2 separate regions of the Anser cygnoides genome follow, and region 2 is linked to region 1. The links are chromatin contacts, called in public Hi-C maps. All regions are on one chromosome and are shown on one strand. The core of a region is the stretch at or near the end of the contact, and the rest is flanking DNA. Distances in the headings are between cores, read along the strand shown.

Region 1 (4,033 bases), core at 1,253-3,752:
ATTCCATTTAAGAGACAGTATATTCGTATGCCTGTTATAATCTGCTCGAGGTAAAATAAATAAAATTACTCTATGTTCACTGGGAATGCTGTCAAGACAACTTTTAGTGCAGCTGTTTTGAGAAATTTGTAATATCATGCAATTTGTAAAGATGTGACTTAATACACTTCCACATTTTAGCCACTTTCCCTAAACCCTTTAGCCAGGCGCAGAGCAATTTCATTTTTTTTTTCTCAGCAATTTCAACATTTACAGCAATTCTGACTGTGTGTTAGGAGCAGTGTGAAGTGCACAGGGAGGCCCCCGCTAATTCCTGTCACCACTGGGGACAGCTGTGCCCTGGTCTATTATAGGCAGCCCTGCCTTGGTCTATTCTCCCACGTGCCTGGTGACAGGACGAGGGGGAATGGGCTGAAGTTGTGCCAGGGGAAGTTTAGGTTGGATATTAGGAAGAACTTCTTTACTGAAAGGGTTGTTAGGCATTGGAATGGGCTGCCCAGGGAAGTGGTTGAGTCACCATCCCTGGAGGTCTTTAAGAGACGTTTAGATGTAGAGCTTAGTGATACGGTTTAGTGGAGGACTTGGTGGTGTTAGGTCAGAGGTTGGACTGGGCGATCTTGGAGGTCTCTTCCAACCTAGATGATTCTGTGATTCTGTAATTCTGCATCTCCCCAGCATCCAGGGGCTGTCCGAGATCCAGGGCATGGTCCTTCTTTTTGTTGTTTCGTTGTTCTTTTGCTTTTTGTTTTGATTTTTAAATTAGTGCATGGGAGAGAACCTTTGGGCACTTGTCAAATTGTCCTTCAGCTGGAGCCAGAAAAGAACGGTCTTATGTATATGGGAACTGAGGAAACAGTGAGGGGGTACGTTCGTCCTTGTGGCCTGGGGCCTTTGAAAGGGAAGACATAAAGAGCTCTGAACATAACTAATGGGAATTATATAGGATGAACGTGTTGTGGATATTAAATCGTTGCGACTAAATAAAGATGGATTAGATGCAGCTTTTTATGACTGCACAGGAAGAACTGCTGCTTGGAGGCCTTCCCCTCCTTGCCGTCATGCTGCTCGCAGCATTACCAGCCCTGCGAGTTCAGCCATCGGGAAGGTGACGGAGATAGCTGGCAGCCTGGCCTGAACACTCCTTGTTATTAGGTCTGGTCCTTTAATTTTGCTCTCACATTTTCTTCTGCACATTCTGGCAATTAAGAGGCTGTCCCGCTGACCCGAGTACAAGCCAGGGAATAAACAAAGCTGATGCGAGGTGCTGCTGTGCTGTACAAACTGCCTCGCACCAGGGACTGGACTGAGAGTGCTGCTTTCATAAATAGAAATCATCTCCCCAGTCCAAATACTTCTCTGTCTTAAAAAAAAAAAATAAAAAAATAAAAATGCATCAGCAGATTCACCGAACAAAGGGGCAGATGTTCACTGGGTTTCACAGCCCAGAGACATGGGAAAAAGAAGAGCTTGCTGTCTGGCTGCTGGGGAACAAGGGAACAGGGAGGCAGGTTGCACAGCAGGAGCGTCCCTTGGCATCTGCAGCCCCAAATTCACTCCTAGTGCCTGCTGTGGGACTGTGGCTAGAGGAGGAACTCGCTGTCCTTCAGCAAGGAAGCTGGAAAGTCGTGCAGGCAAACTGACGGCTGCTTGGCTCCGGAAAGCTCGGGTGATTTTGTGGAGTGCCTGCAGGTCCTCTGCTGCTCCTGGGTGTAGCAAATCCATACCCATGGCAGAGTTTGCCCTATGCAAGACCTGCATCTGCCCTAATGATTATCTTAGGCTTTCCTTTCCTTTCCTCATTTTGCCGCTTTGTACTGTCTGGGTCCTGATCTCTTCCACATTTTACTATCCTCTTATTCTTTCTCATGCCACTTAAATCAATGAAGTTGATGGAGTGTAAGTGATAGTGAGACCATAACAGAGAAGATTAAAGACATGAAGTTATTTTTACATGCAAAAAAAACCAAAACAACAACAAAAAAATCAACCCAACAAACCAACCAAAAAAAAAAAAAAAAGAACCAGACCAAATATCAAATAACAATATATAAACCAGAATACTAAAGCACGAGGCAAAAACAGATGGGGAAAAAGGTAACCCAAAGTGGAGGGAGGCAAAACAGTACAGAGGGGAGGTGCAGGGTAACACCAAGAGATACAGCAAGGACGTTTGGGGTACCAGAACAGAGCACACACAGGAATACACCGTGTGTCTGGCTAGGAGAACGGTGATGCAGAAACCACAAGGAGGGTGAGGAAACAGAAAGAGGGAAGGCAACACAAAGCAAAGGGGCTAGAAACCTCTAGGACAACTGAGCAGCAGAGAAACAAAGTTGAAAGCTGAGAGCGTGGGAGGCTTTTAGATAAAAACAAGTGCAGAAAAATGTAACGAAATTGTGTGCTGAATTCATTTTGTTCAGGCTCATTTTCTCAGCAGCAGCGATAGCTGCAGCAGCCAGCGATGGAGGAGCTCTCAAGGTCATCTCATCTGACTGCCTGCAGAGCAGAGAGCTTCTCAGAGCCAATAATGTCTTTTATTTGTTTCCCCCGGCTTTTAATAACGACCAGATATAAACCGAGCTGTTGGCAATGTAAGTTATGTGCTCTGTACGCAGTAAAAGCACGTGTAAGATCCCAAAGATAAGGGTGCAGCGGGGAGACAGAGCAGGTTACAGGGTGCAGTAGGCGTATTAGCTAATACAAAAGCTGTAACAACAGTCCGGTGTTTGAGAGGCAATTGCATTTTTTTCCATTTGTCTGCCCTTCCACAGCTCATTGAGAGTACAGGCCTCAAGTCGCTCTGCAAAAAAACCTCTGCAGCACCCAGTCCTCTAACGTGGGACAAGACAAATTCCTCCATTTGCTCGTCCTCGGTTTTCTTTGACCGTGGGCTGCACAGACAGAAATATGCACAGCTGCGCGCGCCGTGCTGCTGAGCACCCACCAGGATGCTCGGACAGCCTGGCTCCACTGCAGGTATTTCATTTTATCAGTTGGAGAAATGCTAATATCATGTAATATAATCCAGCTCCGCTCTCGTCACGCACCGCTCGGCATGGAAACTTAAACACCAGGAATGCTCAGGAGATCATTAACACCACAGGGAGAGTGATCTTGCCTGAGAGGAGAAATAAAACTTACAGCTGTCCAGTGATTTGAGGGTTTAATGCAAGTCTGTTGAGGACTGGGCGGGAGCAATCTGCCCTGAACCCCAAGGGAACGACGTGCTGAACCCAAATGCTGTGGAGAAGCTGGGGGCCTTCAGCTCTGGCAGTGGTGGTGAGACCTGGGGGGTGTCTTGGTTACCCCACCAGCACACCACTGACCGCCCTAAAGTGCATTTTAGAAGTATCCAAAGTAAGACAAGAATAGAGCTTCTGGTATCTTTAGCCTCACCGTGGTTTAGGTTATTCCTTCCAAACACAGGCACATAATTACGCTTCCCAGGCTGCTTGTTTGCTTGGGCAATGGAAATTTCTGGATCACAGTGTGGCATTTAGATGAAATACATCAGACATTGCCTAACAAGACCAATCTTTTTCATGGGAGCATTGCTAAATATAACAGCCTCTGTTATTCTCCTCAGCGCAATACAAGCAGCTCCACACCTGCTGGATGTCAGGAAAACAAAGAGGCCGAGAAAACTGACCCTCCAAAAGGGCAGATCTCTCCCCAAGCCCATCCCCAAAAGGGAGGAGGGCAGGATACCCTCTGTGAGGACATCGAGACACTGAATCCAAACCACACACACGTTGCAGTTGCCTGGGCGAGGCGCTTTGGCAGCTCAGCTATCATTTTTAACAGCCCCCAGGAAGGAGGAGCAAGAGGGTCTGGGCTCCTCTATCTCCTCCAAGGGAGTCCAGGTCAGCTGTAGCTGTGAATATCGTGGATGTCTCGAATTATCTGAGACGAGTGCGATGCCAAATGCTTTGTCTGCTCAGATGTAGCTCCCAGGCCTGCTGATCACCACCCACGGATTTAAAATCAGACACCTTCTTTCTAGTCAGGACAGCCAAGAAGGGAGAGGAGGAAT
Region 2 (4,287 bases), core at 68-2,567, 140 kb after region 1:
TCTAAAATTTCAGTGAAATCAGCTCTTTCCCAGGGTTTGGTAAATTGGTTAGTAATTTTCTTCTTTTTCAAGATCACTAGGAGTGGGAAGGAAGGAGAAGCTCCTTTTTACTGCCTTTTCATACAGCCAAATATTTACTTTATGAGATTTTCCCTCACCTTTTCCAGGTATATCCCTCTTCCGAGGGCCCAGAAAGGGGCTAGCAAAAGCTGACAGAATAACTGCTTTTCACCCATGCCACATCCTGAGTGCCTGACTTCTACTTGCTCTGTAAAGTTGTTCATTTTTCAGTCCCAGCTGACTTTTGATTTGCAGCTGTTGTTAATATTATCGCTTTCAGAGTTAGCTGTTTAATATAGCCAAATTAAAAAAAAAAAAAAGGCTTGAAAACATTTAGTTCTTGAAATGATTAGAAATGATTATTCAGGTCAGAGATTCAGTAAAGTACAGAGGCTGCATTTGACTGAAAACTTTTAATTAAACCCCCCCTCTTGTTCTCTTTGCAAGGATGTGCCCAAGCCTGCTTTTGCATGCCTAGGAGAGTGTCTTTCTCTATAATTACACAACATATAAACCACAAGCTAAATTACATCTTGGTTCAGTGTATCAAAAAAAAAAATAATCCTTTAAGAAGAACAAACAAGCACAGGAACTTTTTTTTTTTATTATTATTTTTTTTCTTAGCTATTTGACAGCGTTTTAAAAATGATCGCCGCTGCAAAGAGTTTACAAGCTCCCTCTGCAAACATAGTTGGAGGCGATCGGAACTGATTTCTCAGCCTAGGAAATTCTTAATGAGAGCTGCTGCTGCTGCGGGGACGCGCAGGGGTCCCGTAAGAGCCGCTCCTCCCCAAGGGCTCTCCGACATCCCACGCTGGGCTGCGCGCTCGCCTTTTATTCCGAGGGCGAGAGACCCCCCCGTGGGCAGATAGCAGCTCGGGAGGGAGGAGCGGAGCTCTCCACATGTCTGCCTTCCCTTATCAACTTATCATATAAGGAAAGGAGAGTGATTGATTCGTTTGCCGAGCGGTAAAATCAGGACGAAGCCGTAGCAGAAGGAAGCGTTGAGGCTTTTTTGGGGGGAAAGGAAGGCAGAGCCTGCAGCCACGGTGGGACTGCTCTTCCTTTCTGCATCTGACAGCTGAGGGCACGACTGGGGGGAGGACGGCGTGGGACTGGGACGGCCAGAAAGTCCAGCCCTCGTTCAGACGACACATGGCAGCAGAGCACTGAATTTCTGCACAGGTTAACCTCAGTCGGGGCTCCTGTCAGCACACCAAGGCGCTCCGGATCTGCTGGCTGGCCGCAGGAATTAAAATGCAGCTGACTGTTTACTTCACTTGGAGCTGCAGCATTTTCCTAGCTTCGGGATACAACTCCTTCAGTAAAAGCATGGAGACTATCGGCAAGAAGCAGTACCAGGTTCAGCACGGGTCGTGCAGCTACACCTTCCTCTTGCCCGAGACAGACAACTGCCGATCTTCCAGCTCTTACGTCTCCAACGCCGTGCAGAGGGACGCACCTCTAGACTATGATGATTCAGTTCAGAGACTGCAACTACTTGAAAACATCATGGAAAACAACACCCAGTGGCTAATGAAGGTAGGATAACATTTCTATCCTAAAAATTATGTTTATAATATCTCATTACCTATTTATTTTTTTAAAGTTTGTAAAACGCACGATCTAAACTAGCTTTCTGAATTGCTTTTCTATTCCACAAGTTGTTTCGCAGTCTGAGAACACAACTTTATAGACTAGCAAGGAACAGATAACTTCACTGTTCTGCAGAGCTTGTGCTTCAAAGTTTGTCATTGCATTTGAATTGCTTGGACACATACTGATTACACAGGCAGTCAGACAGCAAGCACGTCTGAAAATTCTGACATGAAAGAACCAGCTAGTAATTTATAATGAGCTGACAGGGGCTATTTTATCTCTATTTAAACAATATAGAACATGCCTTTATCTGAGGCGGGTCTTAAAAATATATATTTGAAACATGATCTCGAAATTTGCATGGAGAAATTAGCACATGTAAGCCACGCTGACAAAGTGTTGTAATTCAAAGCGAAGACTGCAAGTCTGGCTTGCAGTGAAGTTAGCCTGGTGAAGTGACAGAACTTCAAGAAAGATCATTGGCGGATATCCTTCTCATCCTGTAACACTTCCACTCAAGTATAAAATATTCATGGAAAAAAAATATTCTGGAAAAGGTGTTTTGGATGCCACATAGCTTCCTGTAATGGCACTCCATTGTATCTGAAGGAAAATGATGTTGATTGCCAAAGTGGCAACATGTGTATAATTAGACCTGAAACATCAGAAAAAAATCATACTGCATAAATTCTTAACACTACCCGAAAATAAACCTGATCACAATTCCACATCTTTGTAGGAACTCACTTGATCCTAAATGCTACACTATTCAACATATTTTGATTTAATGAAACTTTATTTGACTGGCACCTGAAAAGGTGCAATAGTATAGTTTAATTGCATCATAAAATCATAATCCTAAATTTGTGCCTTGTACCAAGATGACTATCTTCTAAGCAGTAAATATTTTGAGGGCTTAACTGAGCAGTTGACACAGGAACTGGAAACAATTGTTCAAGTGATGACATAAAGGGTTTCTTTATTGAAGAATGAAATATTTGTTGCAAATGGAGAGAATTCATAATTATCTGCAATGAGTAGCCACTTTTTGATTCTAAGGTTGCTTCATTACAAAAACATTTTGCATTAGGGTTCACTTCTCCCATCATTTACAGAGGTACACAATTAGCATGATAGAATCAAAGAAACCTGCTAGTGAATTTGCGTGAGAAACAGAAGCCACACTTCAAAGCAGAAACAATAGTGCTTTCATCTACCTGAAAATGAACCTTAAGGCTTAAATCCAAAATGCACACACTTGAAGCCTGAAGTGTGGGCAGTTAAATTTGTCTTTGTGGGCTTAGGATGCTTAATGGAGACACCCACATTTTTAAGTGTTGGGTAAAATGTCAGATCAGCAGTCTTTTTTTTTTTTTTTTTTTTTTTTTTTTAATCTCACAGGCAAAACTTCCCTCCACATATGGGCTTATCTGTCTATTTATTAATTTACAGTGCTCACTATTGTAATGTTAAGACCAACATTAACAGATGTGCAGTGCAGGATGAAAAACACACAAAGTAAAACAGCCTAATCTCCCCAGCTGGTAAGCAATTTCCTAACATAAATAGTAAAATCACACACAACGCTCCAGTGCTAAATGCCACTTAAGTAGGCAAACACAGTATCATAAGTGACATCAGGTAAACAGAAAGCAGTAAGCAAATTCCAGTATCCTTATTTAGTAAAAACTATGCTTTTTCCTGTCAGGCTCTGGGAAGTCAGCTACAAGAGGAATAGGATAAGTATATCCAACCAATTCTTTGGGGGATCAAAAGGCAGATTCTATTTTACAAGACAGAGAAGGATTTTATTTGAGCAAAGATTTCCAAGTAAGATGCTTTAGAATAGACTGATTTTTTTTTTCTAGCCGTTCTGCAGCTAAACATCCTGTAAAATAACTACTGTTTGCCTTTTTCACTATTTTAACACCTGCTCTTTATGTCATCTGTTTTGTTCACAAAGAGGCTCCAACAAAAGTAGCTTTTCCTCAGATTTGCTTTGCTAGTGACACCTGGTCTACTAAGTGAAGATGGAAAGCAAACAATAACCTTTAAAGTTGCTTATTGAGTTTACTTGCTGGGTTTTTATTTCTTAAGATCACTAATACACATTCCTGGGTTCATATTTCAACTTACCAAAATATAACACCAGATTTGTCGAGGCTTGCCAAAAAAAATTGTTCACTTAGTTTTTGTACTATACTGAAAGTGTAATATAAGATTGTTTTTTAAAAATAATCTGATGCTAATTTCTCAGCAATTGTACAAAACCTGCTTTACCTCTTGCTTTTTTTAAAAAAAAAATTTTGCTTGTTTAAGAAGCAGTACCCGTTTTATTTTGAAGTTGCGTAAAAAAGGAAAAGACACTTTTTTAGTGTGAATTAATATTTAAAAGTTGTTCCTGAAGTGTTGCACATCCCAAAACATTTTTACACTCCTCCCCCCATCCTGCCTTTAATCCATCAACTAAAGGAAACATTATGTTTCTGAATGAACTCTAGGCTGTATGAATGGAACAGCATGGGAAGTGTGCGCTTTATCTGGTTAATGGACAAACACAATGGGAAGAAAATTTGTTAAGCAGGGCCAGGTTCTTTTCTGCTCTGGTCCTGCATACAGAGCAGAAGA

Evidence for each region. Hi-C and Micro-C count contacts between places; a contact is called where the count stands out from the background.
Region 2: a Hi-C map of granulosa cells shows a contact between it and region 1, with 2.3 times the contacts expected there. The contact joins the promoter of ANGPT2 here to the enhancer-like site in region 1. A contact is called at or near these places in 2 of 7 Hi-C or Micro-C datasets (granulosa cells and liver).

What each region holds. Positions count from the first base shown.
Region 1 is chr3:97,964,534-97,968,566 of Taihu_goose_T2T_genome, forward strand. No RefSeq gene overlaps it. Among named protein-coding and RNA genes, the nearest start is that of TMEM14A, 24 kb to the left of the region's middle. Within about 2 kb of position 2,503, at least 1 of the 3 cell types and tissues checked has open chromatin away from gene starts, as enhancers often do.
Region 2 is chr3:98,105,120-98,109,406 of Taihu_goose_T2T_genome, forward strand. ANGPT2 (angiopoietin 2) reads left to right here and starts at 1,318. Exons shown (of 8, transcript XM_048078044.2): 1 at 1,318-1,602. The coding sequence starts at 1,318. The region is part of intron 12 of MCPH1 (microcephalin 1); the gene reads right to left.